Linked DNA regions of Rattus norvegicus: region 1 is linked to region 2. A link is a contact called in public Hi-C data. All regions are on one chromosome and are shown on one strand. The core of a region is the stretch at or near the end of the contact, and the rest is flanking DNA. Distances in the headings are between cores, read along the strand shown.

What was found. Hi-C and Micro-C count contacts between places; a contact is called where the count stands out from the background.
Region 1: a contact with region 2 is called in a Hi-C map of frontal cortex, with 2.8 times the contacts expected there. The contact joins two enhancer-like sites. A contact is called at or near these places in 3 of 12 Hi-C or Micro-C datasets (frontal cortex, kidney and mammary epithelial cells) and 1 of 1 datasets of contacts at active chromatin or transcription factors (oligodendrocytes).

Annotation. Positions count from the first base shown.
Region 1 is chr1:53,355,949-53,362,074 of GRCr8, forward strand. No RefSeq gene overlaps it. Among named protein-coding and RNA genes, the nearest start is that of Pabpc6, 230 kb to the right of the region's middle. Within about 2 kb of position 2,588, at least 64 of the 93 cell types and tissues checked have an H3K27ac peak or open chromatin away from gene starts, as enhancers often do.
Region 2 is chr1:52,939,186-52,945,074 of GRCr8, forward strand. The region is part of intron 1 of Qki (QKI, KH domain containing RNA binding); the gene reads left to right. Among named protein-coding and RNA genes, the nearest start is that of Qki, 6.7 kb to the left of the region's middle. Within about 2 kb of position 2,571, at least 25 of the 93 cell types and tissues checked have an H3K27ac peak or open chromatin away from gene starts, as enhancers often do.

The DNA of each region.
Region 1 (6,126 bases), core at 1,338-3,837, 420 kb after region 2:
ACGCCACTCTCAGGAGGAAGAGTTTATCTGAGCTCACGGTTCAAGGGCACAGTCCATCAGGGACCGGGAAGTCACAAAAGCAGCTGCCAGATACATTGCACCACAGTCAGGAGCTAGAGAAAGATGAACGGTGGTGCTTTGTACGAAGTTTAGGACCAAGCGCCAAGACTGGTACCGCTCAATTTATGGTGGGTCTTCCCACCTTGGCCAGTTTAACCAGAGTAATCCCTCACAGGCATGGCTAGAGGCTGACCAAATCTAGACAAGTCTGACAGGAGTGCCGACCCACAGACTTACAATCTTAGTGGTTCTGGAGCCTGTGCACTTGACACTGGATTCCTCTGTTCTGAGAGGTAACTGGAGCCACCCTCAGGAGCTTCAGGATGCTTCAGGGAGTGTCTCTATCATAGTCATGAGGGGGAGACTTAAGAGTTAAGAAGCTTCTGGAAAGTTCTGCTTCTCCAGGCTGAGAAGAAAGATCTCAGCTTGAGCTTCTGAAGGAAGGTGGCTGGGTCCTTGTCACACACGGGTGTGGGAATCCTTCCTCTCCTCCAGCCCTGCCTGGATAGCTGCCATTGTGGCTTCCCGCTGTCTTCTATGTCTGTGCCCTGTAGGGGGAAGTGAGTGGTGCCTTATAGCAGTCATTACCATTCTAGCCAGAATTAGGAGTCACAGCAGTCACCATGAAGACTTAAGGCTGAGACAATATGGCCAAGTGTGAGAAAGGTGATGTAGAGCAAAGGGGAAAGCGGAGGGGAGGGAAGTGGAGGGAAAGTAGTGAAAGGAAAGAGGAAAGAGGAGGTAAGTAGGAGGGGAGGAGGGAGAGAAAGTGACAACACACACAGAATTTTCATTCTGCTTTTGAGAACTTATGGTCTAAATAATTCTCAACCTGTGGATCACAGCCCCTCACAAGGGTCACCTAAGACTATCCAGGGGAACACAGATATTTACATTGTAGTTCATAACAGTAACAAAATTACTGTCATGGAGCAGCCACAAAAACGACTTTATGGGGGTTGGGGATTTAGCTCAGTGGCAGAGCGCTTGCCTAGCATGGGCAAGGCCCTGAGTTCGGTCCCCAGCTCTGAAAAAAAAAATGACTTTATGGTTGGAGGTCACCACAGCATGAGGGATTGTATTAAAGGGTTTCAGGGTTGGGAAGGGAAGTACAATGGGTTAAATGATTCCAGCTAATTCTGCAGAAGAAGACAGAACCAACAAGGTACCTAAATGGGAATGATGTACCAGGCTGGGCATGTCTCTCAACTCTGGGATGATGTAGCTTGATACTCATGAATAAATGAGTGAGGGAAAGACAGACGGAAAGAGTTTCTGACTGTTAGGAGCAAACCATCTTTCGTACTGTCCAATTGTGGGAATGACTCTCAATGTTTAATAACTCCTTTCATGGCATATCTCCCATGATGCCCTTTAAAACTAAGGTTGCAACCTGGTGGCACATAAGTGGGTTAAACTTCTTTTTCCCTTAAGCAAGTTTGAATTTAAACAACAAGAATTGATATTGTTATCCTGCAAAAGAGAAGTGAACTGAAGTTCTCTTAAGTAAATATAAAATTATAAAGTATAAAATTGCAAAAATGTCTTTAGGTTTGATCGGTTGCCAGGGAACATCACAGGGCTCGGTCAGGGGTAGACTCTGAAGGCTTTTTATTAAACTGTAAAAGAAAAGTGTTGTTGAAACTTGAGATATTTGTAGCCCTATACTTAAACATACTTAAACTATGTTTAGTTGTGATTTATAAACAGTATTCAGAAATACACACTTTCTCTAATTAAATAAAGTCTGGACAGGTAGTCAAGTGATGGGGATTAATGTGTTGAGATGTTTTCCATGGCAGCTTCTGAGTAGGAGATTCATAGATATTTCCTTTTTAAAAATCTAAAAATCAAAATAAATTAGCAAAATAAAAAGTGCCAAATTAAAGGTACCTTGTGAAACTGAGAAGTCGCACTTGACGTGCTTTCCGACCCACAATCTCTGAACGCTGAGCTCCCTGCCTCATCAACGCTACCGGCATGATTTCTGGAGTCTCTCTCCTCCCGCCCCACCCCCTGTGTGTTCACGCATGTGCGTGTGTGCATGAGCATCTTGAAGACTGAAACTTTAAAGTTTAAGTTGATACCGACTATCTGCCACTCGTTGTCACTTCTAAATAACAGTATCCTGTGTGTCGGTCGCATTTTCATGCACTTGGAAACTTAATTTAAAAGCTGAGTGTGATGTGGGTATTGCATGAAAAGAGTTAGGGAATTGAAGTTCTGGGTGGCTTAGGGACAGAATAAGGAATGAGGCAAGAGACTGGATGATGGGCACAGCTCTCCTGGGCAGTCCGCTGGCTCCCAGTTGCCTGGATACCTTTGTATGGTGACTTAATTCGGCCTAGAGGCTGTGAGTTCTCTTTTCTTCTTGTGTCTGTGGTGATGGGTGTTGTTGCTGGGAATAGTCAGAGGCAGGAGGACTGAATGAGACAGAAGAAAAGTTGACCACACAAATACAATGCTGGGATGCTGGAACCGGTCCCACGGAGGGCGGGGGAGCAGAGCGGGAAGTTCCTGCACAAAGCCCTTCTTGTTCCCATAGAAACCAGAGCTCAGCAGTGAATGACTAGCTTGGCTCTGCACAGCCCCCTTCCTCTTCTTTTTAAAGTCTCTGTTGGAGATTCATTGTCTTCTTGCTATTCTTGTTTTAATAAAACGATTGGCCGGGGAAGAGAAAACACCCCCTCCCCTACCTCAAGGCATCCTGTGAACAAACCCACAGATTCTAGGCAGCCTGAAGACTGGCTGGATCTGCCTGGATCAGAGATCTGATTTTTTTTGTTGTTGTTGTTTTGTTTTTTTTTCAAGTCATGGATGGATGGACAGTCTACACTGAGAGGTGCCCACAGAGATTGGCAGCCTAATTTGCATAGCAATGCTGGCCTGGGCTGGCTTCCAGAGACAAGGAGGAGCCACCAGGGCTGGCAGGGTGTTGGTGGCCAGACTCAACAGGGGCCAGAGGGCAGTTTCTCCCACCCACTGCTGTGGGCTTCCTCCCTCTCACTCCCATGCCCTCCTCCGCTGGGTTTTTGGCAAGCTGACTTTCTATTCTTCAAGGATTAATGTCTCAGTGCAAGGGGTAAAATTGGCAATTAGAAAGCAAAGCTGGGGGCCTGGGATTTCTATCTCCTTATCATTTCCCAGTTAGATTTCATTAGAGCGCTGCTGGAGAGAAAGGTCTTAGGGCTTTTGTTGTGTGGTCAGAGTTTAAAGGTACTAACAGGATGTTTTATATTTACCTGGAAAAGACCAGGAGGCTTTTGTGCTAGCAGAGTCTAGCTCACACGTATAATTGGGGCGGCTGGGGTTGAGGGGAGGGAGGGTGTTCTGAACTGAGTTCCTGAAAGTCTCAAGCAGGATTACCCATCAAAACCAAGACCCGTCCTTGTCAGAACTGTTAGGTTATTGGGTAATTTTTAAAAATCAAAAATAATCTTATTCCCTACGCAATACATTTTAAGTGGAAGGGATTTGCCTCTTTGTGGTGTGAAATACCCCGTTTCAATAATTTCTTATCTTTTGAAAGTCTAATTAACTGCCCTAGCTGGGTGAAGCTGCGATTTGTCGGGAAAAGCCCCGGAGATGTCTTCCTTCAGCTGCAGCTATCAGCTATCGGGGCTGCTGTGGTGTAGGACGGGTAGGGTCCTGCAGGGTGCCTTTCTTGAGGCCCCACACACTCCTTTTGATGTTCTGAGTACCCACCTGCTGCTTGCATTTGTGACTTGGGTGGCATGATGCCAGTGACATCAGACAGGCATTGGTATTGTCTCGGGCAGATAGACATTGTCACCATGAGTGAATGTTCCTTCCGTGTTCATGGGCATGGTGTATCCTGCCAGGAAGATCAATAGGAGACCGGGGAAACACAGATGAGGGAAAGCCATTCTTGTGGGACAAGATGTCTCATGTTGCTTGTCACGAGCTTGTCAGTTTTATTTCTTTGTTAAGTGTGAAAAATGTGGCTTCGGATTTCTGTGCCATTATTCCGTCATGGCTGGCAAAAGTCCCAGCCTTTGATAGTGAGCCAAGATCTTTTCTCCATAGGATGTCTCTGGGGTTCGTGCATATATGTGGGGATTCCTGCTGCTGTGCCTCGAACCCAGGGTACTGTTATTTATCTCCAAACTTAGCACTCCCAATTAGCATTCGCCACAGTACTAATACACTAACACAGACGTGCCTTAATTCCGAGCTGGCCATAAATGGTGACTTTACCTAGTGTTTGAAAACACACTGGGGGGAAATGGGAAAGCCTAAAAGAAGTTGTTCGTTACTGGAGACAACTTTATCCGTGGCCACGTAGCAACTCACATGGGAGCAATGACGCTTCTGAGTCCCCGTCTCTCTGCTCAAGTCAAGCAGACCCCGCAATCTCTTGAAAGGGCTGTGAGCAAGGTGGGGCTGGCTGAGCTGTGAGAGTTGAGTCAGATCATTCTCTGCAGGCTGCAGCCAGAGAGACAGCAGTACGTAGGATGAAGCAAAGAAGACAAGAGGAAGCAGCAGTTTGCTTCTGGGCAGCCATGGGAGTGTTAGGCTCGAGGAGGTTCCATTTTGATTTATACCTCTGTGAGCTGTGAATGAGATATGACCCCCCGTGACATCTAGGAGACAAATCCACCTTGTATAGGCTCAGCCGCAAAGGCTGTAAGTCTTTAGAGACTGTTTTGTATATATTTCTTATTTTCTTCAAGTTGTTATTGTGTTTGATACACAGGGATTGGTAAAGTCTGGAAACTGAAGAGAGCAACAAAGACCTTTAGAGAACTTTCTCTCAGGGTTCTGGTAGGATGGCTAGGATTGGGATCCACACCTATTTTTGCTTTTATCTTTATTTGACTTTAAGCTTTGTGCTTGGAGCCTATCTTGTGTAGCTAGTGGGCAGGGCAGGACTGAGAAGGACCAGGTCCTGTCTCACCGTGTAGATGCTGGTTAGAGTGAAGCTGTGTTTCTTCAAAGCCCACACTGGGCTGCATGTTCCCCTTTATTTCTCAACTTTTTGAGATCTTGGGATTGTGCAAAATCTTGGATCTGAGCAACTCATTCCACAGCGAGACTTCTAGCTGCTGCTCGGAGACAGGAACCTTCCCAGGGGGTTTGCTAATGAATATAATTTTACAGCAACAAAAGAGGCTATGAGAGCTGAAGTTGCTTGTGGCGGGGTGGGGGGAGGTGACAGCACTTTCTTTTTTTTTTTTTCCAACCAAATTAAATTTTTTAGACTTTGATCACTGTTTTTCCCAACAGACACACAGTCATGCATTATACTGAATGACCAACACTCTTCTGGCAGCTCTGACTTTACCCACCTGTCAGGACACTAGTGTAAAGTCAAGGGCTTAGCATCCCCATTCAGAATTATTTCCAGTCATGATCTCTCTCTCTCTCTGTCTCACTGTCTCTGTCTCTCTCTGTCTTTCTGTCTCTCTGTGTCTCTCTGTCTGTCTGTCTCTGTCTCTGTCTCTGTCTCTGTCTCTCTCTCTCTCTCTCTGTGTATCTTTGTACATTGCATGGGAGACTTTCAAACTGTGTCAAACTACATGAATTACAAACCAAGAGCAACCAGCACGGTCTCAGAAAACAGGACTTCATAAAAAAGTTGGCAGGGTGAGAAATAAATTCAGGAGTCTGTCTGCCCTGCCCCCTCTCTTCATTGTTAACGGTCTTCATTGTCAACAGTTAATAGTCCTTCCTTCTGACTACAAGCCAACAGTGCAGCAAAGCACCAAGACCCCAAGATAGCAACAAGTAGCAGCTGGCCTCTCTCCTCGATATCCCTATGTGGTTCACTGTCTATAAGTACAGTGAGTGAATGAACACACGGGCTGGAAGGCAGTAAACACTAACTTGTGTGGCTGTGACACTTTCTAGATTTTCAAGTGGGCAGTTAAGGATGAGCAGACTTAGTAGAACCCTCTGGATTGCCCCCTCCTACCCATGTGGGGCCAGTGATGGCAACTTTGCCACCTACCCTGTTGGGATTTGGCATGGATGGGACCCCAATTGCCGAGAGCCTCTGCCTCGGTGTAGCTTGTGGCTGTGCCAATGAGAAGCTGTATGTTGTCA
Region 2 (5,889 bases), core at 1,321-3,820:
TGAGAATGTGGTTTGGTGAAAAAGGGCAGTCTGAAACTTTTTATGGAAGCTGTCAGGAAAACTAGTTTATAATTCAGGAAAAGTAAACAAATGTTAGATTCTGCATGAATGGTTTAAAAATGTTTTTATTTTTGATAATCCTTTTTCATAAAATTTCCTGCTCTTTAAAACTGAGATGATTTTTAATTAAAATTGGCTTTGCTATTTATGTTTACCTTTGAGAATGTGTTCATTGTTGCATGTGTCATACCCCTGTCATTTCTCGAATTTTAATTATTTTCTTTTTGAGAAAACTTGTTTTGTCCATAAACACTGGCTTAAAACTTTGTATGACCATAGATACTGAGAGGACCTAGGTGTTTTACACTTTGCTAAATTTTTAGATTTTCTTTTTTTAAAAAGCAAACATTGTTGACAGTAGTTATTATTTGTGTCAAGCATACTTTACTTAAGGGGGTAGTTAATTTGTTTAAGAGCTAAGGCATTGCTTTAGTAATCCATTCGGAGTTGTAATAAGCTGCTACTTCTCACCAGTCGTTTGGACATTGATTCTGCATGTGCACTGCATTGCTCCAGAGGTGGGGTGGTGAGCTTCACTATGTTGTATAGTTAAGGTTGTCCTGTTAAACAGCAGCACAGCTAAGTTTATAGTAGAAATAGGTCTTTGAGAGTCACATTTCCTGGTATGTTTGCTATCATTGCCTTTTCTGAGATAAGTATGAGAATGTTAAAATAAAAATTCTGATTTGCATGAGAGTGGGTGTGTTCGATGATAGGGACCTTCAGAGCTGTCCCAGATCAGTCTTTGACCTTTTAGGTGGTTTGAACATTATACATCTCTGATAATTATGACCCCATCTCTCACTGTCCTGGAGCTGGAGTCTCACTAGTTTCCCATCAGATCAAGTAGTTTTTAGTATCTAAAAGGGAAACAAAGTCCTATGACAAAAATCTGACTAGTATAACCCCTTGTTGCCAAAGACCCTTTATAAAGCAGGGTTAAGAAACACCTTTTTCAGCTGCTGTATTTAGATGTGTAGTTTTCTTTTAGTTTCTTTTGCTTTTGGTACTAAGAGAATTAAACTATTTGATTATATGGACAGCTTTTAATAATCATAGGACCTGCACTTTGGTTTGAGAGAATCAGTTTGTTTGATGATGCTGTTATAAGGAAAAGTTACCCCTTTCTGTCTGAAATGGAATATTGGTTTTGTTTGTTAATAACGCAGAAGATAGGACACTGAGCAACTTTCTGCTCCTAGTATGTCAACTGCTGTGGGGATAGCTAACAATCTATTTTAAGGGTGCGGGATGGATGAAATGGATCCATGTTAGGAGGTCATGATTAGAACCATGTGCTGCTTTCTTTGCATGACTCACTTGATGATTTCGTTTTTCTCCATTTAGTTGACATTAAGGCAGTACAGTAGGGATTTTAAATGCAGTGTTTTCCTCCTTTGCAATGATCTCTTTTAGGAAATGTATATACTTTTTTTGTTGTTTTTTTCTTTTTTTCGGAGCTGGGGACCGAACCCAGGGCCTTGTGCTTGCTAGGCAACCGCTCTACCACTGAGCCAAATCCCCAGCCCCTATACTTTTTAAAAAATTGGCCTTTTTTTCATTTTGGAGGACTCATTGCTTACTTAATGTCCAAGGAATGATTTTTTTCAGCATCATTTTCATTTAATATAAAAACAAAATAAGCATAAATACTAAAATTAGTATAGTTTGTCATCTTAGTGTGGCTTTATTAGGGAAAAAGTTTATGAATACAAACCATTTTCTGTCTGGTGCTACTTATGCAGTTATCACCATTGGAACTTAGATCTGATTGTTTCTGTATGCCTTTTAGAAGTGATTCACTCCATGTGTACAACTCAACTTGTAACAGACACTTTGATGTTTAAATTTAAAATCACATCAACTTACATTCCTTTTGAATTCTAGTTTTTCTTTAAATGCTTTTAATCACAATATAGAAGTGGAATTAAACACTAATACTTTAAACACATAAAGCAGTTTTGTAATAATCAGTGAAAGCTTTGGACTCTTAGAGAACAAAGGTAACTGCATTTTCTTTCCTTAAAAAAAAAAATCTCCCTCCCAGGGGGAGGGGGGCTGGGATAAGGGGTTTATGGACAGGAAACCAGGAAAGGGGATAACATTGAAATGTAAATTAAAAAAATCCAATAAAAATTATCCCCCTCCCTTTGTAATATATATGTAGTAGTTATTCTGTGTTTAATATTGATTTTACTTTATTATCATAGATAAGGGTAGGAATTAGAAGTATAAAATTCCTTTGCTTATTTAGGGTTGTTTTTGTCATTATGTCCAAATGTCCATCCATACACAGAAACATGTCAGTGCTTATATTAGTCCTTGTAAGTTTTAACATTTTTAGAATTATGTAGGTAAGTTTTTTAGCCATTTGCTCTTAAAATCAATATATAGGCCTTGTATCATTACTGTTATTTTTATGAAAGAATTGTCTAGTTCAGGTTGTTTTAGATCCTGTCCAAAGGGAGTAGAGTGCTAGGAGAAAACATGAAAAGGCAGGTAATTCCACAAAATGGTCCTTTGTGGGTATGATACAAGAAGAATGCATGCTTGAGAGTGCTTGTGGATCTGTAAAGGAAGACACCAGGTGAGTGCTGGCCAGCATAGTGGAGGTGGTGAACTTAGAGGGAAGACAAGAAGCAGGTTGTGGAGGTAGTGATTAATCTGCTGGGCCTAAGATTGTAAAGGTTCAGGTTTTTAAGCCTTGTTCTGGATTTAGTACAAAACCAAATTATTATAGAGTCAGGGGCACGATCAGCTTGGTCAGTAGCAAGTTATTGGGAGCTAGGTTTATGATTTGAAATACATAGGACAAAATCCAGCAAACATATTTGTTACAGTCTTAAGAACTTAAGACAGTTCTTAAGACCTAGGAAAAATAGTACAGAATTTTAAGGGCTAGAGAGATGGTCCAGCAGTTGAGAACTGTCTACTCTTCTAGAGGACCAGGATTAATTCTCAGCACCCACATGATGGCTCACACCCATCTGTAACCCCAGTCCCAGGGGCATCTGACATCCTCTTCTAGCCTCTTTGAGCACTAGGCACGCACCTTCACACAGCGTATAGTATATCATGTGCAAGCCAGAATGCTCATACACACATAAAACAAGTAAAAATTAAAAATACTGTGGATCTTAAACTTCAATGTCATACTATTTACTCAGTTTCAAAAATCGTCTCGTACGTATTGTGGAAGAGAATATAGAAATAACACCAAGAAAGACATTTCTTGGATAAGTCTTAGCGGAGGGAAAATTAGTGCAAATCAAGTGATCATATTCAGAACTGTTAGGACCTGAGACCAGAAAATGTAGACATAGCAGTCTAGAGAGGGTGGGGACTTGCCTTTATCACAAAGCTCGCTCGTTGTTGTAGAGGTGGTGCAGGCCCTTCATTCTGTATGCTGACTTGTTTTATGATGTATGTGCCACTCATGCGAGTAGACTGAGAGGAAGAGAGTTCCAGTGTATTTCCACACACTGGAAAACTGTTAGAGCCTCCCTCCCTGTGTGAACAGAGGGAAGACGGAAGCAATTTTGCCACTTCTGTGCTATGTTGGACTTGAACAAATGCTGGTCAACTTCTTGGAGCTAGAATATATATTCTTCTTAAAATAGCTAAAAATAAGACCTTTTTTTGGGGGGGGAGGTGTCAGTTATTCTAAAAGTGAGAAATCAAAGGTATGTTTGGAGGATTTAAATTTACTTGAACTTTTCTGTAACCAAAGGATAGAGCCCCAGTTCTTAAAATATTGTTATACAAATGAATTCAGTGTTCATTTACCAGTGTTGCTATTTTTATTACTGTTATTTTTAGTAACCACTCAGAGGAAGGCAGTATTTTTCATTAGAAGATTTAATATAGAGGCTTAATACTGATAAGTGATTCAGGCCAGGAAGGTAAGTTTGCTTCACCTTTAGATCAGCGTGGGGCATAGCTCTGTTTTTGTTGTTTTTAAGTCAGGGAGGTAACTAAGAATGACACTCTATAAAGCAGCTGCTGTCAACCTTTAATATTATAGTCTCATGTGGTGGTGGCCTCCAACTATAAAATTATTTTGTTGCTATTTCATAACTAATTTTGTACTGTTATGAATCGTAAATATGCAGGATATTAGATACGTGGTCCTTGTGAAAGGGTCTTCCCATCTCCAGTGGGGTCATGACCCACAGGTTTCAGAGTCTCTGTGCTAAAGAAAGACGATTGTGAGCTGGGGAGTTAGGTGTGCCGCATTTAGTTACTACATCCTATTTCCTATACCAGTTTCTGGAGGGTGAGTGACTGTTCATTTGTAATTATATTAAAAAAAAACCCTTGAAGTAGAAGTCTTAGTTCTTTGTGCAAAGTAATTTTATTACCTAGATACAGTTGTATGCTAAGAATTGAACCTAGAGCTTCATACATGCTGGGCAAATGCTGTATCATTTGTTTTATTCTTACAAATAGAATAAACTCCTTTTCTAAGCAAAGTCTGTCTATTCTGAGGATATAAGATACAAAAGATTGCTCATATGAGAAGTCTTCTTCTATCAATATTTTTAAGTTTCTTCTGGTAGGAATAATCTGGTAGAGAAACCGGAAAGGCAGAGGAAGGTGCTTTAACTATTAGCTTTATGTTCTTGAGAGTCCTTAACTGGTAGTTTACAGGTACAGACCTGAAGTGTTAATTAAGTAGACCTTCTTGAGTAGTGTAACCTGGTCTTGGTAGTCTGGAATGAAGTGAGTGGGAAGGTATGCTCTAGGACAAAGGGGGACAGTCAGAAAGGTAGTCAGAAGGTGCTACTGTATTAGTACACAGTGGCACATGCCTGAGTTTAAAGTTAGCCTGATATACATAGCAAGGTCTAGGCCAGTCAGGGCTGTCTAACAAGAAAGACCCCGGAAGAAAAGAAGGATGAGGACTGGTGATGGCAGGATACAAGCTTTTCTTAGAACATACATATTGATTAGTTGGTTAGTTGGAATGGCAAATGCTTGCAGAGTAGTAGTGTGAACAGTAAGTGAAGTTTAGAGAGTAGGCAAAACCAGGACTGGATTGTGGTGCTTCTACATACTGGACTTGATAGTTGAATTTTATTCCAGGAATTCTTAAGTTTTGGACTTTTTGGGTATGTCATAGTGAACTTGTGCATAAACTAATAAAAACACGTCATATAGGTATATAGAATCAGGGTGGAAGGTTAAGCATTTGTATATGGTTGACTTATTACGATTCCTTTCTGGACAAGACTGGGGAACTCAAAGCTTCATAAGCCCTCTTCTGCAAACTTCAAAGATACTTTTCTGTTTAGACAAATGCTCTGACATTGTATTTTATCATGTCAGAAAAGTGAGTGTGTGTGTGCATGTGCGTGCATGAGTGCCTGTGTGCGTGCGTGTGTTGTTTTCAGCCCAATTTTGATCACTTAAGAGAGAATTGAACTTAATTGTTTTAAGTTGTGGGCTTTTTTGGGGGGTGGGGAGGAGACAGGGTTTCTCTGTTGTATCCCTGGCTGTCCTGAAACTTAAGAGATCCATCTGTGTTTGTTTCCTGAGTGCTGGGATTAAAGGGGCATTGCAACACCACTGCATGACAAAAATTGCACTTTTTAATTTTTTAAAATGAAAGTTGAAAAGAAGGAAGAAACTTTTGTGATGTCATGTATTAAATCAAATCTGTGTTAGCAAGCATAATGAGATTTTTTGAGCATTACTTTGCTGATATGTGTTACTTCTGCTTAACTGAATTGTCAGTATTGATTAAAATATGGTAGAGATACATTGATAATCCATTCTTAAAGTTTTATCTTTCAAAATTAATATTTTTTTTATTAGTGATACTACATT